2 separate regions of the Macaca fascicularis genome follow, and region 2 is linked to region 1. The links are chromatin contacts, called in public Hi-C maps. All regions are on one chromosome and are shown on one strand. Each heading gives the region's core, a stretch centred on a gene start, on an enhancer-like site or on the middle of the called end of the contact. The rest is flanking DNA. Distances are from core to core; before and after follow the strand shown.

Evidence for each region. Hi-C and Micro-C count contacts between places; a contact is called where the count stands out from the background.
Region 2: a Hi-C map of liver shows a contact between it and region 1, with 4 times the contacts expected there. The contact joins the promoter of MPHOSPH9 here to the promoter of OGFOD2 in region 1. A contact is called at or near these places in 2 of 2 Hi-C or Micro-C datasets (liver and skeletal muscle).

The regions. Positions count from the first base shown.
Region 1 is chr11:130,094,130-130,101,530 of T2T-MFA8v1.1, reverse strand. It overlaps OGFOD2 (2-oxoglutarate and iron dependent oxygenase domain containing 2), which reads right to left and starts at 4,526. Exons shown (of 7, transcript XM_074008302.1): 1 at 4,371-4,526; 2 at 3,892-3,948; 3 at 2,703-2,869; 4 at 2,501-2,600; 5 at 550-677; 6 at 112-369; 7 at 1-39. The coding sequence starts at 588.
Region 2 is chr11:130,357,724-130,365,124 of T2T-MFA8v1.1, reverse strand. MPHOSPH9 (M-phase phosphoprotein 9) reads left to right here and starts at 4,204. Exons shown (of 23, transcript XM_065525278.2): 1 at 4,204-4,270; 2 at 6,832-7,093. The coding sequence starts at 6,990. It overlaps MTRFR (mitochondrial translation release factor in rescue), which reads right to left and starts at 4,432. Exons shown (of 3, transcript XM_045366739.3): 1 at 3,965-4,432.

The DNA.
Region 1 (7,401 bases), core at 3,277-5,776:
GTGCTCCACCTCCAGGGGCTCCGTCAGGGCTGTGGGTGCCTGCAGATGGCACGGCTCAGGCCTGGGCACTCACAGCTGCCCCAGGTCCTGCCGCATGGGTCACACACTCACCTGGAAGAGGCCCCCAAAATACAGGGCGCCCCCTGTGAAGACCTTGCCCAAGGCCACATTGAGGGTGAGCTCGGCATTATCATAGTGGCAGCCCAGCTCGAGGTCCTGGCCCAGTGCGTATTTGACCACAAAGGCCCGGTGGCTGTCGAGCCGGCCCCCGCCACAGTCAGGGTACAGCAGGGCCATCAGTGGCTGCAGAAAGCGCTCCCGCAGTGGTGTCATCAGCGGCTCGTCCAGTCCGAGCTCGTGCAGTAGCACCTGGGAGGGGATTCCTGGGGTCAGCAAGGAAACTAGGGGGCTGCAACCCTGGGCTTCCACTCCGCCATGATCCCACTGTGACCTTTCGCAGCCCGGGCAGGCAGCCCATCTGCAGCACCTCCAACACTGCCTCCTGACCTCAGCCACCCCCTCCTCTGCCACTGGCCAGGCCTCACCCACCCCGTAGTTGTTCATGGTGTTGGGCCTCCCCTTAGGCATGTCCGACTGCTCGAAGTGCTCCAGCTCTTCCAGCAGGGCCTGGCAGAAGGGTGCTGTGAACACAGGCACCCGGTAGATGCGCTTCTCCCCTGTGGAAGGAGGGATGGTCTGTTGGCCTGAATGTGGCTGTGGGCCGGCCAAGCCTGGGCTTCAGTCTTCCCGTGAACCATGTGAGTCTGGGCGTGTCTGTTCACTCCCCCAAGCCTCAGTTTCATCACCTGTGCCATGGGGATAAGGCCCTCGCTTTTCAGGGCTGTTGTGATGACTGAAGTAACATGAGGAGCAGGGGAGGCTGATTCCCATGCCCCCCTACTTATGCCCGGAACCATTCCCCAGACTCCACAAGTGTCCACAGGGCTGGCCCTGGGAGCTCCCATATGGGTCCTGAGGCCCATAGAGGGAAAGGAAGTAGCCCAGCGACACCCGGCAGGCCAGTGACGACCAAGCTGGGATCACAGAGCCAACTTCAGGCTCTCTGCACCTCCTTTCACCTGATGAGCCACCGAGGTCTGTACCCCAACTCAGAAGTGGCTCTGGGAGCCTCTGTCCCCCAGCAGGAAGGCCAGGAGAGGCTGTTCTTTCTTGCTGGGTCCTGGAGGGGGAAGAAGCCAGGCTGAGAATGGAAACCTAAACATTTCTTGGCAGATGCACCAGTGCCCAGGGGTGCAGGGCTAGTGTGCCCCCAATGGGGCCACCTCGCAGCCTGGGCCCTGCCCCAGCCAACAGCCTCAGCACAATCTCAGCTGCCGGGGAGTGGAAGGCAATGAGGAGAGCACCCCCAGGCTGGGAGGAGGGGAGTTCCTTCCACCCATGCCCCCTAACAAAGCACAGCCTCCATGAGGGGAAACATATCTGTCTCCCACAGGAGCCCCTAGCCCAGGCTATCAGTGCCAGTAAGAGGAAACACTTTCCAAACACTAGGTACGGGCCTGTGTCAGGCACTCTATGTAGATTAACTCACTTGATCATCACGGTGCCTTAAGAGAGGGGGTTACTGTTGCTCCCATTTTACAGATGAGGAAACTGAGTCACAGAGGTTAAACAATACGCAAACCTCCCTTGCCCAGCATTTCCTGCTGGGTTTAGCCAATAAGTAAGCCCAGCAGGAAATCCAAAGGTAAGAGGAGAAATGGGGCATTTTTTGCCCTACTTGGAGTCTGGCATGGCTCCAGGCCTCTGCCCAGAGCCACAACTCCAGGTGGTAACTGCTCCCTCCCGTTGCCAGCCCTGGGGGGCGGGGCTTTGCCATTCCTTACTGGTCCCTTTACCCTGCCCACACCTGTCTCAGTGGTCCCTTTAAGATCTTGGATCGGCCGGGCGCAGTGGCTCAAGCCTGTAATCCCAGCACTTTGGGAGGCCAAGGCGGGCGGATCACGAGGTCAGGAGATCAAGACCATCCTGGCTAACATGGTGAAACCCCGTCTCTACTAAAAAAGACACAAAAACTAGCCGGGCGAGGTGGCGGGCGCCTGTAGTCCCAGCTACTCGGGAGGCTGAGGCGGGAGAATGGCATAAACCCGGGAGGCGGAGCTTGCAGTGAGCTGACATCCGGCCACTGCACTCCAGCCTGGGCGACAGAGCGAGACTCTGTCTCAAAAAAAAAAAAAAGATCTTGGATCAGCCTTGTTTCAGTGTGCCAGCTGTCCCACATTTGACACAAATACCTACTATTTGCTGGATGAGGGCACGAAGGAAGGTGTGAAGGAAGGAATGAAGATACCAGGCTCATGGCAGGTATTGAATGAATGCAGATGTCCTGTTCCTGGCAGGCTGGTCCCACTGACCCTTCCAGCTCCTGCTGCTTTGGTTTTTGGAGGCAGAGATGGTGGCTGGAGGGACCCCAGTATCCCACACCCAGGTTTCCCAGGCTGCCATCCCCTGGTCCTGCCAGGTCTCAGGGCTAGGACCTCACCTGATACCGTCTCCAGCCGCTGGAGAAGGCCCTTGAGGTCTGCGCCCGGGGACACACTGTACTCAGCCGCGGCCAGAAACTCGGGGGCCAGAGCTGCATCCTGGGGGCAGAACACACCAGCTATGGGACAGGCAGCCCCTCAGCCCTGGATGCTGCCTCCTCTTTCCAGTACCGGCCTTCAAGCACTCTGGCTGGCTGGTACCTGCAGTGAGTCATAGACCTCAGGCCGCGCTGGGTGGTAGGAACTCGCGATGAGGGCTTTCCTAGCCGCTGACTCCGGCCCGAGCCGCTGCCGCCGCTCCACCTCCTGCTCCAGCTGGGGTGGCACAAGGCTGTTACCAGGTGGGGCCTCCCATCCTCCTGAGGCCACTGTACAGATGAAGAAACTGAAGCCCAGGAACGCCAGACAGGGCCCAGGCTGGAAGCCAAGTCTAGCCTACACTCCTGAATCTATCTGTGTCAATTGCAAGTTCCAGATTGTTAGCTGAAAGGGACTTCTAGAAGGAGACCCATCCTGTTTCAGGCTGCCCAACCTGAGCCTAGCTGGGATGAGAACCCCTAGATGTACCTCAACCATCTGGGCCCACACAGGGGAGGGAGACAGTCATGGCCAACTCCTGTGTTCCAGAGGTTGCTGAGGACTCTCCTGGGAAGCTTCCCACCACTGACTCCAGGGGAAGGGGGAGGAGGGGTGGGTCAGCAACCCTGGCAGCAGCCTGCGGGGTATGTGGGAAGGTGTGAGGAGCCCAGGGGTCTGGAAGCCACGGCTAGGATCGCATCCGCTCCTGCTGTAAAAGCTTGGGCAAGTGGCCGGGGGCGGTGGCTCACGCCTGTAATCCCAGCACTTTGGGAGGCCGAGGAGGGTGGATCACGAGGTCAGGAGATCGAGACCATCCTGGCTAACATGGTGAAACTCTGTCTCTATTAAAAAATACAAAAAATTAGCCGGGCTTGGTGGCGGGCACCTGTAGTCCCCACTACTCGGGAGCCTGAGGCAGGAGAATGGCGTGAACCCGGGAGGCGGAGTTTGCAGTGAACCGAGATCGCGCCACTGCACTCCAGCCTGGGCGACAGAGCAAGACTCCATGTCAAAAAAAAAAAGCTTGGGCAAGTGATCCTTCTTTAAGCCTCAGCTTCTCAATCCAAAATGAGGGTGGTGCTTGTGCTTATCTCGCAGAGGTGTTAAGAACGGCATGACTAGGCAACTCAGCATTTCCCCTTCTCTCTCCTGGTGCCAAGACCCAGGTGTGGAGGGATGAGTGGGGGGCAGGAAGGAGGAAAGTGAGGGCCTAAGTGATCCTTCAGGGATCAGGGACTGAGGCTAGGGGACCCCTCAAGCTGCGGACACAAATCTAACAAGGAGGAGCTGTGCAGGGGCAGGGGACTGGTACCTCTGCTAACAGCTGCTGGAAGTCCTTGGCGCTAACACAGCCTCGGCTGCGCAGGATCTGGGAGCAGAAAGAACACTGAGCATTACTGTACGCCCTTAGGAAGTCCCTTCACTAAGCCTCAGTTTCCCCTGCTTAAAATGGGGAGAGGAGCCCCAACCTCAAAGGATCATGGAGAGGATGAACTCCGGAACCTTGTCAAGCTGACGGCAGGGCTCCGGGCTGGTGTTGCTATAAGGTGGCAAGCTGAGCCCGGCCCTGTCCTAAGCCCTCTACATGCGTGTTCATTCCTTCCTCACAACCTCACAGAGAGATACTATTACCCCTTTACGGTGAGAAAACTGAGGTACAGAGAGGCCGTCATTCTTGTATTTAAGGATGCGGTGCGCGCCGAAGGGAAGCAAACGACCTTGGGGACGAACTTCCCTCCGCCACTGCCCCTCTCTGCCCACTGCTCCGTAGGGACAACAGCGGCCACTCACCGGGCCGTAGTCCCGGAGCAGCTGCTGCTCGCCTCGGAAGCGCACGTGCAGCCCATAGCGCGCCACGTACAAGTTATCCGTGTAGAAGCAGGCGCAGCGGCAGAAGCGCCGCGGAGCCGCCACCGTCGCCATAGTGAAGCGCCCACGGCCCTGCCCGCTTCCGCAGGGGCACTTCCGGGTACGCCCCAACCGCGGGAGGTGCGGAACCAGCGGCCAAGGGGCCGCTGTAAGTTCCCAAGGGCGGAAAAGGACGAAGATGCACCTCGCCAGGAAACGGTCTGCGGAGAAAGATGCTCCTGGGACGGGTTGGGACCGGCGGCCCCCTCGTTCCGCCTCTCAGTTTTCCCACCACGAGGCAGGGACTAATGGCTCCACTTTACAGACAGCTGAACTGGGTCGCGCGTTCACAGGACGGGGAGAGGGAGGGACTCGGAGCCCCAAGGCCTTTGACTTAAACGTCGGCCCCTCTTCTGCTCGGAGCCTGTGGAGAACCGGCCGAGCCCACGGGGAAGGCTGAGGACAGTTTAAAGAGCTCGGAGGTCCTACTAGTTCCCGCCGCTGCTTCAATCATCCAGACCTGTGCGTTTGAGTTTGGATTTAGCATCTACCCCGGGTCCCTGCCTGGCGCTTCCGGTCCCTCCGCCACAGTCTCTTGGAGTACCTCAGATTGCTCCAGTGAGTGTCTCCGCTAAAACGTTCCGCCTCGCGTTACTTCCGGTGGCGTTCCCAATGGACGCGGGAGGGCGGGGTCAGATGTGGGATGGCGACGGGGCGTGGTCTCACCGCGGCCAACAAATGACAAGTCCTGCAGACCGAGCCTCTTCCGTCCTCGCACCTTTGCTCAGTGATCTGCCAGCATTAAACCTTTGAGCTAGGTACTATTACATCGCCGTGTTACAGATGGGGAAACTGAGACCCAGAGAGGCACAGGGACCCACCGCAGGTCACACATCCAGTAAGGGACAAATATGGCGTTTGAACCCAACAGCCTGCCCTCTGAGTTCCCCAGTTCACCACCACAGGGCTTCTGGGAGTGGTGGGAGTATGTGGGATTTGGGGTTTTCTCGTGCAGAGCTGCCCGGCCCGAGAAGGTGTTTAAAGTTTTACAGTCGTCTTGATTGCCCAGTGATAGCGAGAGGCCCTGCTATCTAGGAAAGGTTCCATTTCTCCTGCTCAGTGGTCATTACCCGCCTAACTGCCCTTTTTCCCCCAGGAGGCCCAGAGCAGGTCGGCTCCCCAGCCAGCCACCAGGCAGGCCTGGCACATGCAGTACCCCACCCCATCCTCATCCCCTCTCCCTTTGCAGCAGTTTGCAAGATGAGCGTGTACTATGTATCAGTTTATTTATTTACTTATTTATTTTTTGAGATGGAATTTCACCCAGGCTGTAGTGCAGTAGCGCTATCTCGGCTCACTGCAACCTCTGCCTCCCGGATTCAAGCAATTTTCCTGCCTCAGCCTCGCCGAGTAGCTGGGATTATAGGCACGCGCCACCACGCCCAGCTATTTTTTTTGTTTTTTGTTTGTTTGTTTGTTTGTTTTGAGACGGAGTCTTACTCTGTCACCCTGGCTGGAGTGCAGTGGCGCGATCTCGGCTCACTGCCAGCTCCGCCTCCCGGGTTCACACCATTCTCCTGCCTCAGCCTCCTGAGTAGCTGGGACTACAGGCGCCCCCCACCACGCCCGGCTAATTTTTTTTTTTTTTTTTTTTTTGTATTTTTAGTAGAGACAGGGTTTCACCGTGTTAGCCAGGATGGTCTCAATCTCCTGACCTCGTGATCCAGCCGCCTCGGCCTCGGCCTCCCAAAGTTCTTGTATTTTAGTAGAAACGAGATTTCGCCATGTTGGCCAGGCTGGTCTGGAACTGAGACCACAGCGCCCGGCCTGCTAATCAGTTTAGATTGGCCCTCTCCATGGACCCCCTCCCCCTTCCAGACACTCTGGGCTCAGTCACCACAGGGAGCAGCAGCGAGAATATTTACCAGAAAGTACTGAATCAACGTGTGCTGCCAGCCAGCACTGACATCTTTGCTGACTGCTTAAGGTATTATTATCCCCATTTTACAGATAAGGAAACTGAGGCTCAGTGGTATAGGAACCTATCTAGAGTCATAAACCTAGTGAATAGCAGAACCAGAATTAGAACGCTCTGGAATTAGAGTATTCTGATTCCAGAGTGGCACGTATATGTGTATGTGAATGTATGTACATGCATGTGTAATCAAATGTATATGTTTGTATATGTGTATATATACACATACTTTAAAAATTGACACAGAGGCCGGGTGCGGTGGCTCAAGCCTGTAATCCCAGCACTTCGGGAGGCCGAGACGGGCGGATCACGAGGTCAGGAGATCGAGACCATCCTGGCTAACACGGTGAAACCCCGTCTCTACTAAAAATACAAAAAAAATAAGCCGGGCGAGGTGGCGGGCGCCTGTAGTCCCAGCTGCTCGGGAGGCTGAGGCAGGAGAATTGCGCGAACGCGGGAGGCGGAGCTTGCAGTGAGCGGAGATCTGGCCACTGCACTCCAGCCTGGGCAACAGGGCGAGACTCCATCTCAAAAAAAAAAAAAAAAAATTGACATAGAGGCCAGGCATGGTGGCTCACGCCTGTAATCCTAGCACTTTGGGAGGCTGAGGCCAGCGGATCACCTGAGGTCAGGAGTTCGAGACCAGCCTGGCCAACATGGTGAAACTTCATCTCTACTAAAAATACAAAAATTAGCCAGGCATGGTGGCGTGCCCCTGTAATCCCTGGTACTCGGGAGGCTGAGGCAGGAGAGTCACTGGAGCCTAGGAGATGGAGGTTGCAGTGAGCCGAGATCACACCACTGCCCTCCAGCCTGGGTGACAGAGTGAGACTCCATCTCAAAAAAATAAATAAATTAGCCGGGCATGGTGGCAGGCTCCTGTAATCCCAGCTGATCAGGAGGCTGAGGCAGGAGAATCGCTTGACCCTGGGAGGTGGAGGTTGCAGTGAGCTGAGTTCATGCCATTGCACTCCAGCCTGGGAGACAGAGTGAGACTCC
Region 2 (7,401 bases), core at 2,955-5,454, 260 kb before region 1:
CATCACGCCCAGCTAATTTTGTATTTTTAGTACAGACGGGGTTTCACCAAGTTGGCCAGGCTGGTCTCAAACTCCTGATGTCAGGTGAGGTGCCTGCCTTGGCCTCCGGTAGTGCTGGGATTACAGGCGTGAGCCACAGTGCCTGGCCCTGTTTATTTTTTTTTAAGCAGAAAACTTTGAATCCACATAATTACACCTGTCCTATTTGTGTGTATCGTATTTCTTCTATTTTTTTTTTTAGCCAGAGTCTCACTCTGTTGCCCAGCCTGGAGTGCAGTGGCACAATCTCAGTTCACTGAAACCTCCACCTTCCAGATTCAAGCAATTCTCCTGCCTCAGCCTCCCAAGTAGTTGGGACTACAGGCACACGCTGCCATGCTTGGCTAATTTTTTGTATTTTTAGTAGAGATGGGGATTCACCGTGTTGCCTAGGCTGGTGTTGAACTCCTGAACTCACGTGATCTGCCTGCCTCAGCCTCCCAAAGTGCTGGAAGTGTGAGCAACTGCACCCAGCCTCATATCTGTTCTGTTTATGGCATCTGACAGGAACTTTATAATTTATCAACCATACTATTAAAACAGAAACACATTGAAAAAGCAGCAACACCACCACTGTATATTTTCTTCTAAAAGTCTCAAAGCCTGTATTTCTATTAATGATGCCTTGTGTTTGTTTAGGACTTAAAGATACCGAAACCAAAGCACTTTCTTCTTCTATTTTTTATTTTTTTTGAGACAGGGTCTCCCTCTGTCACCTAAGTGGAGTGCAGTGGAGTAAAAATGGCTCAGTGCAGCCTTGTCCTCCTGGGCTCAAGCAAGCTTCTTCGCCTCAGCCTCCCCAGTAGCTAAGGCCACAGGTGTGTACCACCATACCTGGCTAGTTTTTAATTTTCTGTAGAGATGGGGTCTTGCCATGTTGCCCAGGCAGGTCTTGAACTCATGGGCTCAAGCAATCCTCCTGCCTTAGCCTCCCAAAGTGATGGGATTACAGGTGTGAGCCACCACGTCCAGCTGCAAAGCACTTTCAGATACATTATTGTATTTAATACAAATAAAGAAAATAAGAGATGCACATTTCCTGATTATCTCAGGAAGACCTATCTTGGAAGACCATTAGGTTTTCAATTTTTGAAACTAAATTATCCTTTCTACACCTTGTTTCGTTACCTTTCATAGTATCTCCAGATCTTTTTCCAGTTCCTTAGGCAATGTTAGCTCCTTTTCCTTAACTTTTTCTGTTTTAAATTTTATTTATTTATTTTTTTGAGGCAGAGTCTCACTCTGTTGCCCAGGTTGGAGTACAGTGGCACGATCCTGGGTCACTACAACCTTTGCCTCCCGGGTTCCAGCGATTCTCCTGTCTCAGCCTCCCAAGTAGCTGGGATTATAGGCACCAGCCACCACGCCCAGCTAATTTTTGTATTTTTAGTAGAGACAGGATTTCACCATGTTGGCCAGGCTGGTCTCCAACTCCTGACCTCAAGTGATCCGCCTGCCTCGGCCTCCCAAAGTGCTGGGAGTATAAGCATGAGCCACGACGCACGGCCAACTTTCTCTTTTTAAAAAGACTAGTCAAGTACAGTAGAGAAGAGGGAAAGAGTAGAACAAGAAGCTTGATCTGTGACTGTGAACAATTAAGATAACTCACTACTAGGCTGGGCGCGGTGGCTCACGCCTGTAATCCCAGCACTTTGGGAGGCCAAGGCGAGCGGATCACGAGGTCAGGAGATCGAGACCATCCTAGCTAACATGGTGAAACCCTGTCTCTACTAAAAATACAAAATAAATAAATAAATAAATAACCGGGCGTGGTGGTGGGCGCCTGTAGTCTCAGCTACTAGGGAGGCTGAGGCAGGAGAATGACGTGAACCTGGGGGGTGGAGCTTGCAGTGAGCGGAGAGTGCGCCACTGGACTCCAGCCTGGGCGAGAGAACGAGACATCGTCTCACCAAAAAAAAAAAGGTAACTCATATTCTGTATTTGACCACTCCTCTCATTTTTTCTTTTGTCCCAAAAAGGTCTTACTGCCGAGGAGTGCGAGCTCTGTGGCCAATAGACCTGCATTCAATGTCTCAATGCCACAATTTACTTACTGGGCAACTTTGGCTCTATTTCCTCATCTGTAAAATGGAGATACTACTACCTAGAGTGAGAACAAAATCATACATGTTGCCATAAATGTAAAGTACTTAGTGCTCACTAAATGGGAGCATGTCAGATCTCTCAACTACAAGGCTGAGGAACTTCAGAATGACATACCACATACGCTGTGATCTTATGACACAAACCCAGTCTGGGATCTGATTATTTCATGGGCCTTTGTTTTAGAGCTTAGGGTGAAAAGGCATCTAGAACAGTGGCTTGTAAATTATTTTACTTGGTATGGTCCAATTTAAGAAGTACTTGATAAGCCATGACATTACTGAAAACATGTTATTTGGTGGGGTCATAATTCTCGTCTATGAAATCAGGTACTAAGGAGATCACTGTGATGCCAAAAATATAGCCTGACTTCCCAGCAGGCTCGCACTGAAAGATAAAACCATCTTCAATGAAGCAAGTCCTGGTTTAAACATAAAATATATTTTGGAATTATGTAATATAATTTAAAAAATCACGAAAAACAGGATAATATCAAATTTACCCTTTAAAAATTGCCAGGCGTGGTGCCTCATGCCTGTAATCCCAGCACTTTGGGTGGCCGAGGCAGGAGGATGACCTGAGGTCAGGTGTTCGAGACCAGCCTGGCCAATACGGCAAAACCCCGTCTGTACTAAAAATACAAAAAATTAGCTGGATGTGGTGGCGGGCACCGGTATTCCCAGCTACTCCGGAGGCTGAAGCAGAAGAATCGCTTGAACCCGGGAGGCAGAGGTTAAAGTGAGCCAAGATCACGCCATTGCCCTCCAGCCTGGGTGACAGACTGAGACCCTGTCCCTACCCCCCCTAAAAAAATAAAAAAAAGTAAAAAATAAAAATTGGTAGGTATACTTAGGAAGCTCAAATGAGATGGAAGGCCTCCTGGCAAATCTGTCATTCCAAGGGCAAATCCATCTCCTGGGTCGTGGAGGCCTAAGTGATAGTGCCAGGGAAGTTCCTTTACTGTGAGCCAGAACTCCTGGAGGGAAATCGAGGAGCTGGAAGGACCTTAAAGGTTAACTAGGCTGAAGAATGTGGCCTGCACAGTGCGCATGAAATGGGCTGGGGACCCACGGGAAGGAGAGCGGGTTCCCTTAGGTCCTTCAAAAGTAGGGCAGGGTGGCTGGCGCCTGTGATCCCAGCACTTTGGGAGGCCGAGGAAGGAGGATTGCTTGAGGCCAGGAGTTCAAGAACAGCCTGGGCAACATGGTGAGACCCCCCCCCCCCCCCACACGTCTATTTAAAAAAACAAATATCTCCGCAGAAGCCTAGCGAGGGAAGTGCTGACCCCTACTACGTGCCAGGCCTGAAACAGCACCTGATGCGTGCTCACAGCTCCACTCAGCTAAGTACATGAGGATCCTTCCGTTTTGCCTTGGGCCTCCGTGGAACCGTTTTTTCCAGGACGGTAGTCTCTCCTCTCCCCTGCCCTAAGTGCTTGAACTGCCCCAGGGCCGACCCACAGCACCTAGCGTAAACCAGGTCTCGAGAAAACTGAGCTAGGGTGTCAGCGCCGGCCCCACCCCACCGCCAGCGCGGCCTCAGGTAAACTGGCTGCGCCACTCGGGGTCGCAAGACGGGAAAACCCCAGGCGTCCCGGCTCCCAGTCCTCTCTCCGGAGCCCTTGACAGTCGTCGGCAGCCGTAGGGTTACCTGACTTCTCCGCAGACACTTACCTGGTCTCAGGACCCGACTAGTGCCCTCAACGTTCTACAGGAACCCGAATCGCCGCAGCAGAGGACTCGCAATCGCGATCCCTGATCTGCGCACGCGCCGTACTCTGATCGCGGTTTCCCTCATCTACCAGAGGCTCATGTTTACTCACTGCGCATGCGACAAACTGAAGCTTCTTTCCCTCGTGGCAGCGGCTGGCTTCCAGAGAGCCAATCAGAGAAGAGGGTTTCACAGCAACCCCACTCCCTTGTCACACCCCCGGGGTTGGACATCTCTGGTTGGAGCTGCGCGAGGGGGAAGGGCGAGGTGGACGCGCGCACCTCCTTTGGCTGTCTCCGCCTCCTTCCGGGCAGCCAATCACCGGCGAGACGCCGGGCGCGCGCGCGCGCTCTCTCGAGTAACGGTCGCGAGAGGCCCCTCTCCTGACCCTGACATCGGCAGCGGGAGCGGCGGCCAGGTAAGCGGCCGCCAGCCTGCAGGGAGCTGTAGGCCGCTGGGGACAGGGGACGAGACTTAGGAGACACCGTCTTAGCGGCCCCCTGAGTGTGGTGATGGGCTGGGGTGTGAGGAGACGGTGGCCGATGAACTTGACCCCACCGCAGCCCTTCGCGGTGTGGGCGCTCTGCCCGGCCGCGGTGCGCCTTTTCTAGACCCGGCGCCCTTGAGTGACACTCGCGCGGCCCAATAGCGGAGCGCCCTTCCCGAGGGGCGGGGGATTTGTGGTTTTATTTATTTATTTATTTATTTTTTTCCTCCCGTTTTTTGCCAAGGTGTCCCGGCTTCCTTTTGGGATCGCGGTTGTAGTTGAAGGAGCGGTGGCTTTTCTCCGTCCTCCCTGCTTTCCGTAGCTTAGGCGACTGCATGAATTCTCCCTCTCCTTCCCACAATGGCCACCAGCCATTGCGGGCTGGCTGTGAGCCCCAGAATGTCAGGATCTGGTCTCATCCCTATCTGAAATCTCTTTCTCTCCCCCAAGCCTCCAGGCAAGGCGGAGCGCCCAGTTAACTTTCATGTTTCATAACCGCCAATCGTTCCTTTTGCCCAGCTCCCTTTTTTTGCTAGGGGGTGGGGACACCAAAAGCGTCATATCTTGTTGCTGAGAAATGTAAAAGCTCTGCTCTTATATTCATTCTGTATCAAAATAAAAATTTTTTTTTTGCATTGTATATGTGGGTGTTTAAGGATTTTTCCCTCTTACTTCCCTGCCCTCCCCATAGCACCTCCACTCCAATAGAGAAGCATCCTTGAATTTGTAGTGGTTTTCCATCTGGATCTGCATCCGGATCCGGATTACCTCAGCAGGGGAAATAATAGATGGGGTTGCAGGTCCATCTCCCTGGAGAGCTTGTGTTTTCGTGGCATAACAGCACGGAGATTGGAATCCAGGTATTTCTGTTGCCAGTTGGAAGGGGCAGTCCTTGACTGTTTCAGTGCCCCATTTGTCGTGGGTGATGGGCTGAGCCACTGGGGAAAAGTCAATTTAGTTAGGTCCGGTTACCCTTTGCATTCACTCCTGTCCCTGAAGGAAATGGTCCCTGTTTTTGTGTAATGCTTTATAGAAGCAGGACCTAAAAGTGGGAATCTAGCGGAAGCGGAATACTAGACAGTATTCCTGTTGCACTCTCTAAGCTTTTCAGTTTGTGAGCAGCTGAGTTTTTTTTCCCTTTATTTCTCCTTTTTCTTCTTGCCCCCTTGCTCTTTTATAAATGCATGAATTCCCCAGGAAGGAGGCATCTTGTTTGACCTGTTACAGCCAATTTGCCATTGTATATACCCAGCTTCAGTGAAATTTTAGTTGGCCTGGCAAATAATTTTTTTATTTAGTATTTTTATTTTTATTTTTTAGGAGATGGAGTCTTGCTCTGTTGCCCAAGCTGGAATGCAGTGGCAGGATCATAGCTCACTGCAGCCTTGAACTCCTGGGCTCAAGTGATCCTCCCACCTCAGCCTCCAGAGTAGCTGGGACATGCTCCCAGTAGCAGCAGGCAGGCTCCAGTGTGTCCAGCTGGTTTATTTTCTAAGAATAGCTGCACAGAGACAAAAGACCATATATATAGTTCAAAATGTACCTCCACACAATGGGGAAGCTATGGTTGTTAACAGTTTAATTGGCTCTTTTTAAAACAAATATTAAGTAGTTCAGTTCTTCTAGTCTCTGTATAAGTCAACAAACATATATACTTGGTAGAATTTATTAAACAAATGAATAAGGCATGCAAGTATTCCAATTGTTACATAATAGAATTGTATCTAGAACCTTCATTGTAAAGCCTGGCAAAATGGTTTGCACTGTAATCCCCCCTGCTCGGAAGGCTGAGCGCTTGAGGCCAGGAGTTGTAGACCAGCCTGGGCAATGTAGCAAGATGCTGTCTCTAAAAAACAGAACGTTGATTATGAAACATATAAAAATCTGAAATATTACCTGAAAAAGGTGATGCTACTTTTGCAAATAATCCTTGATGTAGATTTTTAATTGAGATACATAATACATAATTCATATACCATAAAATTCAGCCTTTTAAAAGTGTACAATTCAGTGGTTTTTAGTTCACAAGGTTGTCCAGCCATCATCACTAATTCCAGAATTTTTTATCACCCCAAAGGAAACTCCATACCAACTGCACTCACTCACATTCTCTCCTTCCTCCAGCTCCTGGCAGCCATTTGTCTATAAATTTGCCAATTCAAGATATTTCATATCAATGAAATCATATAGTCTGTGGTCTTTTGTGACTGGCTTTTTTTACTTAGCATAGTAGCTTTAGTGTTCATCTGTGTTGTAGCATATGTCTTTTTATGGCTGAATCCTAGCCTGTTCTATGGATATGCTTCATTCGTTTATCCGTTTAGCCACTGATGGACATTTGGGTGGTTTCTACATTTTGATTATTATGAATACTGTTGCTATCCTTAATGGAGATCTGCATGAAAGAAGTTAAGGTTTCCAAAGTTATGTAAAAGCAGTTGCTAGGTTTAGTGGCTTTTTATAGTAGTTTCTTTTCCCCCATTCATTTTCAGACTCTCTTGGAAGTTTAGGATATTTCACAGTTCTGAATGTTAGCCACTGAAAATGCCAGTAGACGATGAAGCCTCTGAAGATGACACGGATTCACTTTCCTCAAACAGTCCAAGAACCTTTATTTTCAAATAAGAGAATATAACAATTTCTTTACACTATGGAAGAGTTTGACTTGGTGAAAACCTTACACAAAACTTCATCTTCTGTAGAATCTGATAAAAATTCTCTGCATTCTCTTGGACTGAACTTAAATACTGATAGGTAAGAATGGGATTTTAGAAAATGTAACAAATCAGAATAACCTTATTTGCATACATTTACCAGTTTATCCAAATAGTGTCAGAGTTACTGATTTGAATTATTATTATTATTTTTTAACCTATCAAGAATGTTCAGGGAGGCTGGGCGCGGTAACTCATGCCTGTAATCCCAGCACCTTGGGAGGCTGAGGCGGGTGGATCACCTGAGACCAGGAGTTGGAGACGAGCCTGGCTAACATGGTGAAACCTGGTCTCTACTAAAAATACAAAAATTAGCCAGGTGTGGTGGCGTGTGCCTGTAGTTCCAGC